2 separate regions of the Pan troglodytes genome follow, and region 2 is linked to region 1. Evidence: chromatin contacts called from public Hi-C data. All regions are on one chromosome and are shown on one strand. The core of a region is the stretch at or near the end of the contact, and the rest is flanking DNA. Distances in the headings are between cores, read along the strand shown.

Region 1 (6,870 bases), core at 2,811-5,310:
ACCACGTGATGCTGAGGTTTGAGGTACAAATGATCTCGTCACACAAGTCCTAAGCATACTACCCAATATTTAGTTTTTCAGCCCTTCCCCCTGCCTCCCACCCATGTCTAACTAGTCCCTGGTGTCCACTGCTGCCATCTTTATGTCCATGGCCACCCAAGGTTTAGCTCCCACTTATAAGTAAGAACATGTGGCATTTGGTTTTCTGTTTCTGCGTTAATTTGCTTAGGATTATGGCCTCCAGCTACATTCATGTTGCTGCAGAATACATGATTTCATTATTTTTTATGATTGCATAGTATTCCATGTTGTATGAGTACCACATTTTCTTTATCCAGTCCACCACTGACTGGCACCTAGGTTGACTTCATGTTTTTTGCTATTGTGAATAGTACTGTGATGAACATGTGAGTGCATGTGTCTTTTTGGGTTTTGGGAAGGCGATATGGTTTGGCTGTATCTCCACCCAAATCTCACCTTGCATTGTAATAATCCCCACATGTCAAGGGTGGGGCCAGGTGGAGATAACTGAACCATGGGGGCAGTTTCCCCCATGATTCTCATGGTAGTGAATAAGTCTCACAAGATCTGATGGTTTTATAAATGGGAGTTGCCCTCCACAAGCTCTCTTGCCTGACACCATGTAAGATGTGACTTTGCTCCTCCTTTGCCTTCTGCCATGATTGTGAGGCCTCCCCAGCCACGCGGAACTGTGAGTCCATTAACGTCTTTTTATTTATAAATTACCCACTCCAAGGCAGTCCTTTATAGCAGTGTGAGAATGAACTAATACAGGGTGTTTGGTTTTGTTTTATTTTTTTGCTTTTTTGTTTTGTTTTGACACAGAGTCTTACTCTGCCGCCCAGGCTGAATGCAGTGGCACAATCACAGCTCACTGCAACCTCAAACTCCTGGCTCAAGCCATTCTCCCACCTGAGCTTCCCGAGTGGCTGGGACTACAGAGGTGCACCACCATGCCCAGCCGATTTTTTTTTAAAAATTTTGTAGAGATGGAGTCTCACTATGTTGCCCATGTTAATCTTGAACCCCTGGGCTCAAGTGATCCTCCCACCTCAGCCTCCCAAAGTGCTGGGATTACAAGCATGAGCCACCACCACCACACTCAGCATTTTGGCAGAATTTATTTTCCTTTGGATGTATAGCCAGTAACAGGATTTCTGAGTCGAACTGTAGCTCTGTATTAAGTTCTTTGAGAAACTTCAAAACTGCTTTCCACAGTGGATGAACTTATTTACATTCCCACCAACAGTACATAAGTCCAACAGTACATAAGTGCTCCCTTTTCTCTGCAGCCTCATCAACATGTTATTTTTTGCCTTTTAAAAAATAGCCATTCTAACTGGCATGAGATGACATCTCATTGTGGTTTTGATTTGCATTTCACTGATGATTAGTGATGTTGAGCATTTTTTCACATGTTTGTTAGCCACTTGTATGTCTTCTTTTGAGAACTATCTGTTCATGTGTTTTGCTCATTTTTTCATGGGGTTATTTGTGTTTTGCTTGTTCAAATGTTTAAGTTCCTTATAGATTCTGGACATCAGGCCTTTGTCAGATCCATAGTTTGTGAATATTTTCTCCCATTCTGTAGGTTTTCTGTTTAATCGATTGATAGTTTATTTTGCTGTGCAGAAGCTCTTTAGTTTAATTAGGTCCCACTTGCCAATTTTTGTTTTTGTTGCAGTTTCTTTTGAAGATTAGTCATTAATTCTTTCCCAAGACTGATGTCCACAATGGTGTTTCTTGGGTTTCCCTTTAGGAGTCTTATAGTTTAAGGTCTTACATTTAAGTCTTTAATTCATCTATCTTGAATTAGTTTTATATATGATGAAAGGTAGGGATTCAGCTTCATTCTTCTGCATCTGGCTAGCCAGCTATCCCAGCACCATTAAATGAATAGGTAGTCCTCTCCCCCATTCCTTATTTTTGTTGACTTTGTCAAAGATCAGATGGCTGTAGGTGTGCAGTTTATTTCTTCGTTGTCTCTTCTGTTGCATTGGTCTACATGTCTGTTTTTGCATCGGTACCATGCTGTTTTGGTTACCATAACCTGATAGTATAGTTTGAAGTTGAGTAGTGTGATTCCTCCAGCTTTGTTATTTCTGATTAGGATTGCTTTGGCTACTCAGGTTGTTTTTTGGTTCCATATGAATTTTAGAAAAGTTTTTTTCTCTTTCTGTGAAAAAATGACATTGGTAGCTTGATAGGAATAGTGCTGAGATACAAACTTTTCTTTCATGAACTTTAAACTCATTCCAAATAGCTATTCAAAAGAATTTTTATAGTTTTACCTAGACAACTTACATTCTCATAGAAGTTTTATTAGAGATTTAATTTTCAAACACATATTTGCCTGCAATGAGAACCTGTGTGTGTGTGTGTGTGTGTGTGTGTGTGTGTGTGTGTGTGTGTGTATGGCCATTTTGGGAACATAGTAAGGTATAAATGAACATATTTATTCTCACAATTTTTGTGGCCACAAAGAGCAAACATATTAGTCACATACCTTTACTTTGCTGAATGAATATATCACCCAACAAAACGTAAGAATCAGTTACAACCTCAAACTGTTGTCAACAACTTTCTATATGTAATTCATTTACTTACTCACTAACAAGCACTCACTCGGAAACAATATTTTGCTTCTATAGCTCTTTCATTATCTACTGGGAGATGAACAATTAATGGCAAATTATATACTCTAAGGAAATAGTGGGAGTAACAGAATGACTCAAGGATTCTCCCAAAGTTTCACATCTTGAGTAATATCTATCTTGGAAACTGTTAATGTTCACACATTCAATATGAAATTAATGGTTACAGAAGAAAGGAACATAATTTCTAGTACAAGGCTATAAACCAAGCATAGTTATATATTACCACAAAAGAGATGGGAAAAAATCTATTAAACGTGAGCAATGTCTACTGTTACAGAATATGTATTACAGAATCAAATGCAACCTTCTTAATTAAACTAGATTATATTTTTTGGCTAGGTTTTCATTTTTGTAAAATGATATTAACACCAAATGTAGGAGAAGAGCAAGAAAAAAGTGCTAGAAACAAGGCGGTCTTTTGGAAAAAAAAATTACCCACCTCCAATCTGTTCTACACACTCTAACCAAAGAGGGAGGGAGGTGTCTAAAACTGAAATCTGATTGTGTCACTTCTCCACTTAAAATATTTTGGGAGATTGTCATTGCCCTTAAGATAATCTAAATTCTGTAGCATAACTTACAAACTTGTGATCTCACTGCTTTCATCTCTTACCAGAGCCTCATAACCTATGTAGCAGCCTCATTTCCTTTGGTTTCTGGAAAATACTGTGATTTGCTATTCCTAACATTTAACAGAGCGTCTAGTTTATAGCAGGAGTCTTATAAATACTTATGGAGCGAATGAATGAATGAAAATGAATGGATAAAATAAAGAGAACACATACTTTTTAAATGATTTTGATATTCATCTTCTCTTTTCATAGCTATAGCCCACAACCATAGCCAATGACAACTTTTTTTAAGTGTCTGGATAGTAAAAAACAAAATAATTAAAAACTCAGATTTAAAAGTAATTTCAACAGATTAACAAGTTGATTTTTCAGTCACTGGGCAGGTCTGCACGTGACTGCAGACAGAATAAAAACTTTGTAATTTTGGTGCTATAAACCAAGGATGATAATTGTGAATACACATGTTTTGAAATCTAATTTTTTAATTAAAATGTTTAAAGTCAATGGTGAGTTCCTTTCATTTCAGTGATACTATAAATGATTTAAGGAACAAAGTTTTTAAAAATCATAACTGAGAAGTCACCAGTTGGATCAAGATGTAGGGCTGGATACATTCATGTATCACTGCCTCTACTCAAAACCTGCGAAATGGCATCAAAGATATTTAAAGATAAAATAATTCCACTGCAGTAATGGAAAACAAAGTTTCTATAACCAGGCCAGAAATTTTGAGCAACCTCCGAAAGACAGATGGACTCAGATCTATAGAGAAACCCAGCTGGTGGAAGCCATGTATTGCAGAGGTATATGCAATTTGGGGGAGCCCTAAGCCCAGAGTCAAGAGGTAACAGATGCTAAAGCAATCAGATATGACTGCATATTTAATTGAGAACATGTTTCTTGAGCATCCAGTCCAACTGACTCCCTTCCCCTTTCCAGGTTTTGCTGAGCATTGGGCAGTGATCACTCTTTGGACTCACACTAAAGCAGTCCTAAGAGTATAAGCCCTAAGGACACAGAGGCAGAGTAGTGCCTCAGATAGCTATTCCCGCCAAAGAAGCATAGGAGTCCACATACCCACAAACAAACCCTCCCTCTACACAGCACACCCTCCCCCTCTCTATATTCACCGCGTGAAGTTTATGCTAAATAGAAACGGCATTCAAATGCCTGCAAACAAAAGCTCAGAAATAAAGAAGAGCATGCCACAGAGAATCACAATGTTTGAGAAAAGCAAATGCCATAAAATAGAGACACTAAAATAAAACAAACAGAAACAAAAACAAATGAACAGAAAATCTGAGATTGGCTTAATGAAGAAAATAGAGGGCTTTGAAATAAGAATAGCTAATATCCTCAAATGAAGAACAGAGCATATCACTCGCATTAAAAGAAAAGCTAAAAAGAAAGAAGGATGGGTGGAGGGTTCCAACATTCATCTAAAAGCTCTTCTAGATCATTTAGGTTGGAGAGGGGAAGTTCATGTACAAAATAAAGAAATAACAGAAGAAAATGTTCTAGTACTAGTGTGAGTCAGAGAATAGAAAGAACCCACCAAGTGCCAAACAGAGTGAATAAAAAGAGACTATACCCACACAAATGCTCATGTTTGAAACTTCAAATCCTTTAAATTTCAACAGAGGTAAAAATAACTTACTTATGAAGTAATAAAGATCAAATTGCCTCTGAACTTTTGGCAACTCTAAATGCTGAAAGATAATGGAGTAGTATCTTTTTTTCCCTTTATATATACATATATATATATATTATTACACTTTAAGTTCTAGGATACATGTGCACAACATGCAGGTTTGTTACATATGTATACATGTGCCATGTTGGTGTGCTGCACCCATTAACTCATCATTTACATTAGGTATATCTCCTAATGCTATCCCTCCCCTCTCCCCCAACCCCGCAACAGGCCCCGGTGTGTGACGTTCCCCTTCCTGTGTCCAAGTGTTCTCGTTGTTCAATTCCCACCTATGAGTGAGAACATGTGGTGTTTGGTTTTTTGTCCTCGCGATAGTTTGCTGAGAATGATGGTTTCCAGCTTCATCCATGTCCCTGCAAAGGACATGAACTCATCATTTTTTATGGCTGCATAGCATTCCATGGTGTATATGTGCCACATTTTCTTAATCCAGTCTATCTTTGTTGGACATTTGGGTTGGTTCCAAGTCTTTGCTATTGTGAGTAGTGCTGCAATAAACATACATGTGCATGTGTCTTTATAGCAGCATGATTTATATTGATTATCTCAACAGATGCAGAAAAGGCCTTTGACAAAATTCAACAGCACTTCATGCTAAAAACTCTAAATAAATTAGGTATTGATGGGACGTATCTCAAAATCATAAGAGCTATTTATGACAAACCCACAGCCAATATCATACTGAATGGGCAAAAACTGGAAGCATTCCCTTTGAAAACTGGCATAAGGCAGGGATGCCCTCTCTCACCACTCCTATTCAACATAATGTTGGAAGTTCTGGCCAGGGCAATCAGGCAGGAGAAAGAAATAAAGGGTATTCAATTAGGAAAAGAGGAAGTTAAATTATCCCTGTTTGCAGATGACATGATTGTATATCTAGAAAACCCCATTGTCTCAGCCCAAAATCTCCTTAAGCTGATAAGCAACTTCAGCAAAGCCTCAGAATACAAAATCAATGTGCAAAAATCACAAGCATTCTTATACACCAATAACAGGCAAACAGAGAGCCAAATCATGAGGGAACTCACATTCACAATTGCTTCAAAGACAATAAAATACCTACGAATCCAGCTTACAAGGGATGTGAAGGACCTCTTCAAGGAGAACGACAAACCACTGCTCAACGAAATAAAAGAGGGTACAAACAAATGGAAGAACACTCCATGCTCATTGATAGGAAGAATCGATATCATGAAAATGGCCATACTGCCCAAGGTAATTTATAGATTCAATTCCATCCCCATCAAGCTACCAATGACTTTCTTCACAGAATTGGAAAAAACTACTTTAAAGTTCATATGGAACCAAAAAAGAGCCCTCATTGCTAAGACAATCCTAAGCCAAAAGAACAAAGCTGGAGGCATCACACTACCTGACTTCAAACTATACTACAAGTTTACAGTAACCAAAACAGCATGGTACTGGTACCAAAACAGAGATATAGATCAATGGAACAGAACAGAGTCCTCAGAAATAATATCACACATCTACAACTATCTGATCTTTGACAAACCTGACAAAAACAAGAAATGGGGAAAGGATTCCTTATTTAATAAATGGTGCTGGGAAAACTGGCTAGTCATATGTAGAAAGCTGAAACTGGATCCCTTCCTTACACCTTATACAAAAATTAATTCAAGATGGCTTCAAGACTTAAATGTTAGACCTAAAACCATAAAAACCCTAGAAGGAAACCTAGGCAATACCATTCAGGACATAGGCATGGACAAGGACTTCATGTCTAAAACACCAAAAGCAATGGCAAGAAAAGCCAAAATTGACAAATGGGATCTAATTAAACTAAAGAGCTTCTGCACAGCAAAAGAAACTACCATCAGAGTGAACAGGCAACCTACAGAATGGGAGAAAATTTTTGCAATCTACTCATCTGACAAAGGGTTAATAT
Region 2 (6,870 bases), core at 3,218-5,717, 360 kb after region 1:
TCTTTAACTGTAATATATTTTAAAACAGTATTCATACTACGAACCAATTAATGTTTTTAAATATATATAGCAATACTTAGCTTATACTTACATGTGTGTAATATAAAACTCTGCAGCTATGCATAAAAAACACACTCTCCAGCCTTGAGAAAGTAAGAAAAAGGGACTTTTACATTTCACATAATAACCTGCAGGGCTATTTAAATTTTCTTTCTAAAGTAACCAAATATTACTTTTATAAAATTTGTAAACAATATTTTTTTCAAAAACCCTGAATACACAATTGGCGTTTATTCATCTTGTAATCTCAGGATACTGTTCAATTAAATAGGTCCCGTAAGTTCAAAAGAGGTAAAGCAAGTTTTTTCACAAGTTGAATTCCTATCAATACCCAACAACTCCTCATATTCCTTACCATAAATATGTTAGAAAAACACTGAAAACTTCCAGTAAATACTAAAACTAAAACTAATGTGGTATTTTCAATTTCTTACTACTCTTAAAATTATTTTTACTCAATTATTCTGGACAGGCACATTCAACTGACATGCTCAAGGCTGTACTATTCTTACTTGTACAATTGTTTGTGGACAGTCACACATATATTACAATTCAACGACAGGCCAGGTATAACTGAAGTTCAAATATGCACTACATGTACTATTCAATCATTCACACATTTGGCAAATATTTACCGAGTGCCCACTATGGGTCAAGGACTGTGCTAGGCACTGGGAACACAACAGAATAAGAAAGACAAGGTCTCTGACCTCCTGAAACATTTTCTACTGGGAAAAAAGTTAGTAAAAATTTTATTCTGATGTGTCATGTGTTACTCTGGCACCACAAGTTAACATATTAGTGATGACGAATGTCCTTACATTTGGGATTAAATAAAATGGCATGTGCATGGTTGTTTTCTGGTGTTTTTTGTTTGGTTTTGGGCTTTTTGCCATGAAAAACTTAATTTTATTGTCTCTTTGAATGACACAGCTCAACCTCTAGTTAGAGCATATACTGTCTTATGTTTTTAAATAGCATTTTATATTCATTCATTAACAAAAAAATTATTTTTTAGAGTACTTTTAGGTTTACAGCAAAATTGAGAGTACAGTACAGACATATCCCATACCCCTCCTGTGCTGACACACACATAGCTTCCCCCACTGTCAACATCCCCCACCAGAGCGGTACATCAGTTACAAGAGATGAATCTACACGGTTTGATAAATTAAAGTTCATTATTAAGAAAACAATGGGACTTCAAAGAACTGTGTAATTGTGGAAGCATCTCTGTGAAACTATTCTCAGGAAGGCAGAAGGCTGGAGAAGAAACGGCTGGGGCCACATAAAAGCTAAAATGCACTGAATAAAGCTTACTCTGTACCAGTCAATGTACTGAGAGCACGTTAAATGTATTATTTCACATAAACTTCCCAGTAACTCCAGTTGAAGCATTATCTCCACTTTGAGATAAGACAGCAAACTTAGATAGGCTAAGTAAGTTGCCCAAAGTCACTCAGTTGAAAGATGGCAGAAACTGGAAACCTGAACTGAGCCGAAGCTTTTAACCCAAGCAGGGTCTTGAATGGCGGTAGGCCTCTGAAGCCACAGTAGAGAGATGCACCATTGTATATTTAATCTTGCAGGCAGTGTGAATGGAGGTTTAGAAGATTCTCAAGGAGAGCAATAAATAAATAACCTCATTAAGTCTGATTATAGAGCCCAACTTTAGGAAGATAACTTGATCCACAGTGTGTGTAATGACCTGAACCAGGGAGCAACTGAAGTCAGTGGTATCAATTAAGAAGGAGTAAAGGGGTTCACGTAACTTCAAATGCTTCAAAGCTAAGAATTTGCTGAACGGAGACTACAACACAGCCTCCTGATATCCTCCTCCCCAGGGAATTTTATTTCCATTAAACCAAGATGTCAAAGACTTGTGAATAAGAAATTGGTGAACTGTACATCACAACCAAACACATTTACCCATCATCTAGTAGAATAATGTTTTCTAAACTGTGTTAGACGGAGAACAACCACGCAGGGTGCAGAGATGCTGCTGAGCCTGAGCTGGACTGAGAAAATCTAACGGATGTGCTGGGACTGCCAGGAAACACCCCAGCCTCCTCCTGGAAAAACTGAACAGCCCAATTAGAACTGCCTTGGAAAGGAAAGGAAAGAGAAAAGGAAAGGAAAGGGAATTCTGGGGACTCTAAAACACCTTGGTTGTTTCCTTCATTAAATAAACAGTATATTTTTAGTTTCAAACACTTAACTTACTATACATGTGATGCTACAATTTTCACTCTTACCACAATTAACTCAGCAATTGAGAATTATTTTGGGGGGTTTCCGAAGGGGCTTAGAATGTGGTGTGAATGGGAGCGAAGTGAGTGAGAAATATTAGGTAAGAAATAGAAAAACTCCTTTCCTATACAAATATTTGGAAGGGAGCACTGAACTCTATGTTTCCAACCTTACTGCACTTAACTCTTATGGCCTTACCTTAAGGATGGATCTAAAATCCATCCCTTAGGTGGCTTCAGGTCAGTCATCGCTATTCTGCTAGTATTTTATGACTTCTCCATATATGGTAGAAAGAATAATGCCCCCTCCCCCTACAAAGACATCCACATCCTAATCTCTAGAATTTGTGAAGATGTTACCTTCCCTGGCAAAGGAGAATTAACTTTGCAGGTGGAATTAAGATTGCTAATCAGCTGATCTTAAAATAGATTATTTTGGATTATCTGGGGAGGCCAGATAATCCAGAATAATCTATTTTAGATTATCTAGGGAGGCCAATGTAATCACAGGGATCTCAAAAGCAGAAGACGGGGGAGGGGGGCGGGGGGCCGGGCGGGGTCAGCCAGGCCAGGTGGCTCACATCTGTCATCTGTAATCCCAGCACTTTGGGAGGCCAACGCAGGAGGATCACTTGAACCCAGGAGTTCAAGACCAGCCTAGGCAACATGGCAAAACCCCATCTCTACAAAAAAAAAAAAAAAAAACAGAAAAAACAATTAGCCGAGAGTGGTGGTGCACACCTGCGGTCCCAGCTATGAAGCAGGAGGATCACTTGAGCCCAGGGGGTTTAGCAGTGAACTGAGATCATGCCACCACACTCCAGCGTGGGTGACAGAGCGAGACCCTGTCTCAAAAAACAACAAAACAAAAAAATCCAAAAAACAAAAAAGTAGAAAACAGAGGCTTAGAAAAGACAGGCCAGGAAGAGATTCTCCTAGAAGCTACGGAAAAGAACACAACTTCACCAACACCTTGATTTTAGACCAGTGAGATCCCATCTGACTTCTCACAGCCCTAAGAACAACACATTTCCTGTGTTTTACGCCACTAAATTTGTAGTAATTTGTTACAACAGAAAATAATAAACTAATATACCAGGCTTCTTCTAGTCCTTGGATTTCAGAAAAATTTTGACATCAGTAATTGCTACTAAAATGACCCTATAACCCAGGACACTGCCAGTCTTGTGAAATGTTTGCTACTACTCCCTAGGAAGAAAAATACAGAAATTGAGAGTTTATTTGTATATAATTCAATTTCATGTCTGCTGAGTTTAATTATTAAAAACTTAGGCTTGTAATTTTATTTCTTCCATTTCATTTATCTATAAATTTATGGTATTTTACAAAAGTACTGGCTGAGACAAACGGAGATTTTATTTTACTTTTTAAAAAAAGAAGACATTTACAAAAGAGAGGTGAAGCGCTGACAAGTTAAATCACTTGCCCAAGTTCAGAAAGTGATTCATCACCCAGTCATTAAATTAACAAATGTTTATGAAGGGCCTTCTACTCCAGACAGCAAGCTCCATGCTAGAGCTACTGTTCAGAACAAGACCCAGCAGAGCCCTGCCTCTCCGTGTGAGTCCCATTCTCCTCAGCGTCCCAGGAATCGCCCTAGATCGCCTCCCCAGCAGCGCTCCCCGCTGGTTACCCTCCCACCAGCATTCAATCCCAGGAAAACAAGCGCAGTGTGGACAGACCCGGCCCAGTACGCAAATGCCACACAAAAGGACAACGAAAGGAAGAAAAACACCAAGCACAGATTCTAGGGGCCGAGGGCTGAGCCACAACGCACCGCAACTCCGGAAAACTGGGCCCCGGACCTCAGCTCCCCTTCCTAAGCCAGGCTCCGCCCCTATTCCCGACCCCGCCCACCGCGTCGTTGGCGTAATTCCCGCGACTCCCTCTCACCTGCCCGGGCTCCACCTTCTGTAGAAGCTCCGAGTGCCGCTCCAACGCGCTCGCGAAACCGCCTACGCGCGTCTTAGGCTCCTTGGCATTGGAACTACCACTTTCGGATCCACTCTCAGTGCCCACACCCCGAAAGGGCCTGGAGAAGAGAAACACTCGCAGAAAATGGCTCTCGGCAGCCACAGCACGGGTCCGACACAGCGCCGCCATGACTTCTTTACCTCTGACCTTTGACCTCCCCTCCGCAAGCGCGCGGGTCACGGGGCGGAGCTATGAGAGGTCCGCCCCCCGGACGCAGAGCTCTGGAGGCCAACGAGGCGTGTCTTCCTTTCATCTGGGAGTGGCGTGGGGAAGAAGAGACTTAAGCTAAAATTGGTGGGCTAAATAGTTGGAAAGGGGCCTGGTTAAGTTTTGCGTTAGAAGTGCGTTTAACTTGCAGGAATTTCGCCTTCCTGGGCATCCGTTGGACCCCAATGTACTGTAAATTCTGCTAACGCGACGCTCGTTCTCCCGCTCTGCCGTCCCCCCTACATGGCCGCCAGCACTCGAGTTTGGGGTCTTCACTCAAATATGAGGGTCTCCTTGATTACCCTATTTAGAAGTGGAAGCCCAAATGCAGACTCTCTGGCACCTGTTTTTCTTAGTACCATGTAGCACTTTCTAATATGCCACATATTAATATTAAATATTTAATAATATTTAGTGTCTACTCCCAACTTTTTAAACTTTGAAAAGAGGAACTTTGCTGTAGGGTCCCTAGCACCAGGCACAGATTAGGGCTCACCCAACATTTGCCAAACCCTGCATCCAAGTTTGTCCTTTGCCACTTCTGCAGCCAGTCCACTCACGCCACAAAAATAGTTTTTCTGAAATGTTTTGACACCTCTAGATACCTATTATCTAACTTAGGAGTTCAGAAGTTTTGGAATGTCCCTAAGTATTGCACCGCCGTAGGCCCCCACCCTCACTCTGGATTTTCTTTCCCTTTTCTCCTGCAGTGTTAATTCCCAAAATTTACCCACCCTGTTCAAAACAGCCTAACATCATTCTTGAGAAAGTGTTTATTAATTAGTTGTCCGTCTATCTTTGACCCAGCAGTTTAATATTAATCCACAGTTAGTTTTATTTTGGGGGCACACACCTTTCCAGTTCATTTGCAAGTACTTCGAGAGAAAGAATTTTTATGATCACAGACCCTATTTTAAGAATGCCTTGACTATGGGTTTTAAGCTTTTCTGATGCTCTCTAATGGTACAGATAGTGTTAAGAACACGAAGTGCACTGATCTCAGAATGGTGCACAATTGTATGAATCACATAAAATTATTACTAGCTAACTGTATGGTAGTCCTTACAAATTCATTAAGGGGCCTACAATAAATTCTCCAGGTGAGTTCTCCCTCTTGGCAGTTAAAACTGTTTATCTCCCGAGACTATTAATGGACTCTTGCCTAGAACAGTTTTGCATTATTTTCTACGGATGGTGCTACTTCCACTTTTTTTCAGGAGAAAGTGTGGTAAATTGTAAAGAGCATGGCCAGTGGTCTTCAAGAACCCTCAGTCTGACTGGGCAGGGCGGCTTACACTTGTAATCCCAGCACTTTGTGAGGTTGAGGAGGGAGGATTGCTTGAGATTAGGAGTCCGAGACCAGCTTGGGCCATAGCAAGAACCAGTCTCTACCAAAAAATAGAAAAATCAGCCTGGTGCAGTGGTGCATGCCTGTAGTCCCGGCTACTTGGGAGGCTGATGGAGGAGGATCACTTGAGCCCAGGAGTTTGAGGCTGCAGTGAGCTATGTTCCTGCCACTTCACTCCAGCATGGGTGAAAAGTGCAAAACTCAAGTATCTGTAAAAACACACCCCTGGCGTGGTGGCTCACACCTGTAATCCCAGCACTTTGGGAGGCCAAGGAGGGCAGATCACCTGAAGTCAGGAGTTCGAGATCAGCCTGGCCAACATGGTGAAACCCTGTCTCTACTAAAAATACAAAAATTAGCTGGGCGTGATGACACGTGGCTGTAATCCCATCTACTCAGGAGGCTGAGGCAGGAGAATCACTTGAACCCAGGAGGTGGAGGTTGCAGTGAGCCAAGATCACACCACTGTTCTCCAGCCTGGGTGACAGAGCGAGACTCCAGCTCAAAAAAAAAAAAAAAAATAAGAGTAAGTTTGTATCAAATGACTTCAAATTTGGCCTTAGTTCTGTCTTTGGTAGAGGATCAGAAGCATCAAATGAGAGGGACTGTAAAGAACTGAACAAGTCAATAGGGGGATGTCCACATAACTTTCTCCTTGCCTATACAAGTGCCAAGAGTAGCATCCTCTGTAATAGTGATGTTTTCACATAGGCCATCTTAAGGATTCTGATCCTGCTGTAACCACTCCTTGCTTTATTAAATATAGGCCTGGCTGGGCAGCAGTGCACACCTTTAGTCTCAGCTACTCGGGAAGCTGAGGCGGGAACATCGCTTGAGCCCAGAAGTTTAGGGCCAGCCTGGGCAACACAGTGAGACACCCACCTCAAAAAAGCCAAGGAAAGTGAACAGAAAATAGTTTCATTCTACTGCTAAGTTCAAGCCTAATACTTTACAGCTACTGGCTATGGTCTTATCTATAAAATGGTGACACTGCCACATGCCTGAGTAAAG

Evidence for each region. A called contact is a pair of places that touch in the nucleus more often than the background predicts.
Region 2: a Hi-C map of induced pluripotent stem cells shows a contact between it and region 1, with 2.1 times the contacts expected there. The contact joins the promoter of TPD52 here to the enhancer-like site in region 1. A contact is called at or near these places in 4 of 7 Hi-C or Micro-C datasets (induced pluripotent stem cells, a lymphoblastoid cell line and stem cell-derived neural progenitor cells) and 1 of 1 datasets of contacts at active chromatin or transcription factors (stem cell-derived excitatory neurons).

What each region holds. Positions count from the first base shown.
Region 1 is chr7:88,315,866-88,322,735 of NHGRI_mPanTro3-v2.0_pri, forward strand. No RefSeq gene overlaps it. Among named protein-coding and RNA genes, the nearest start is that of STMN2, 67 kb to the left of the region's middle. Within about 2 kb of position 4,061, at least 1 of the 24 cell types and tissues checked has an H3K27ac peak or open chromatin away from gene starts, as enhancers often do. A contact at or near this core is called in induced pluripotent stem cells, where this site is marked.
Region 2 is chr7:88,672,565-88,679,434 of NHGRI_mPanTro3-v2.0_pri, forward strand. It overlaps TPD52 (tumor protein D52), which reads right to left and starts at 4,468. Exons shown (of 5, transcript XR_010159618.1): 1 at 4,224-4,468.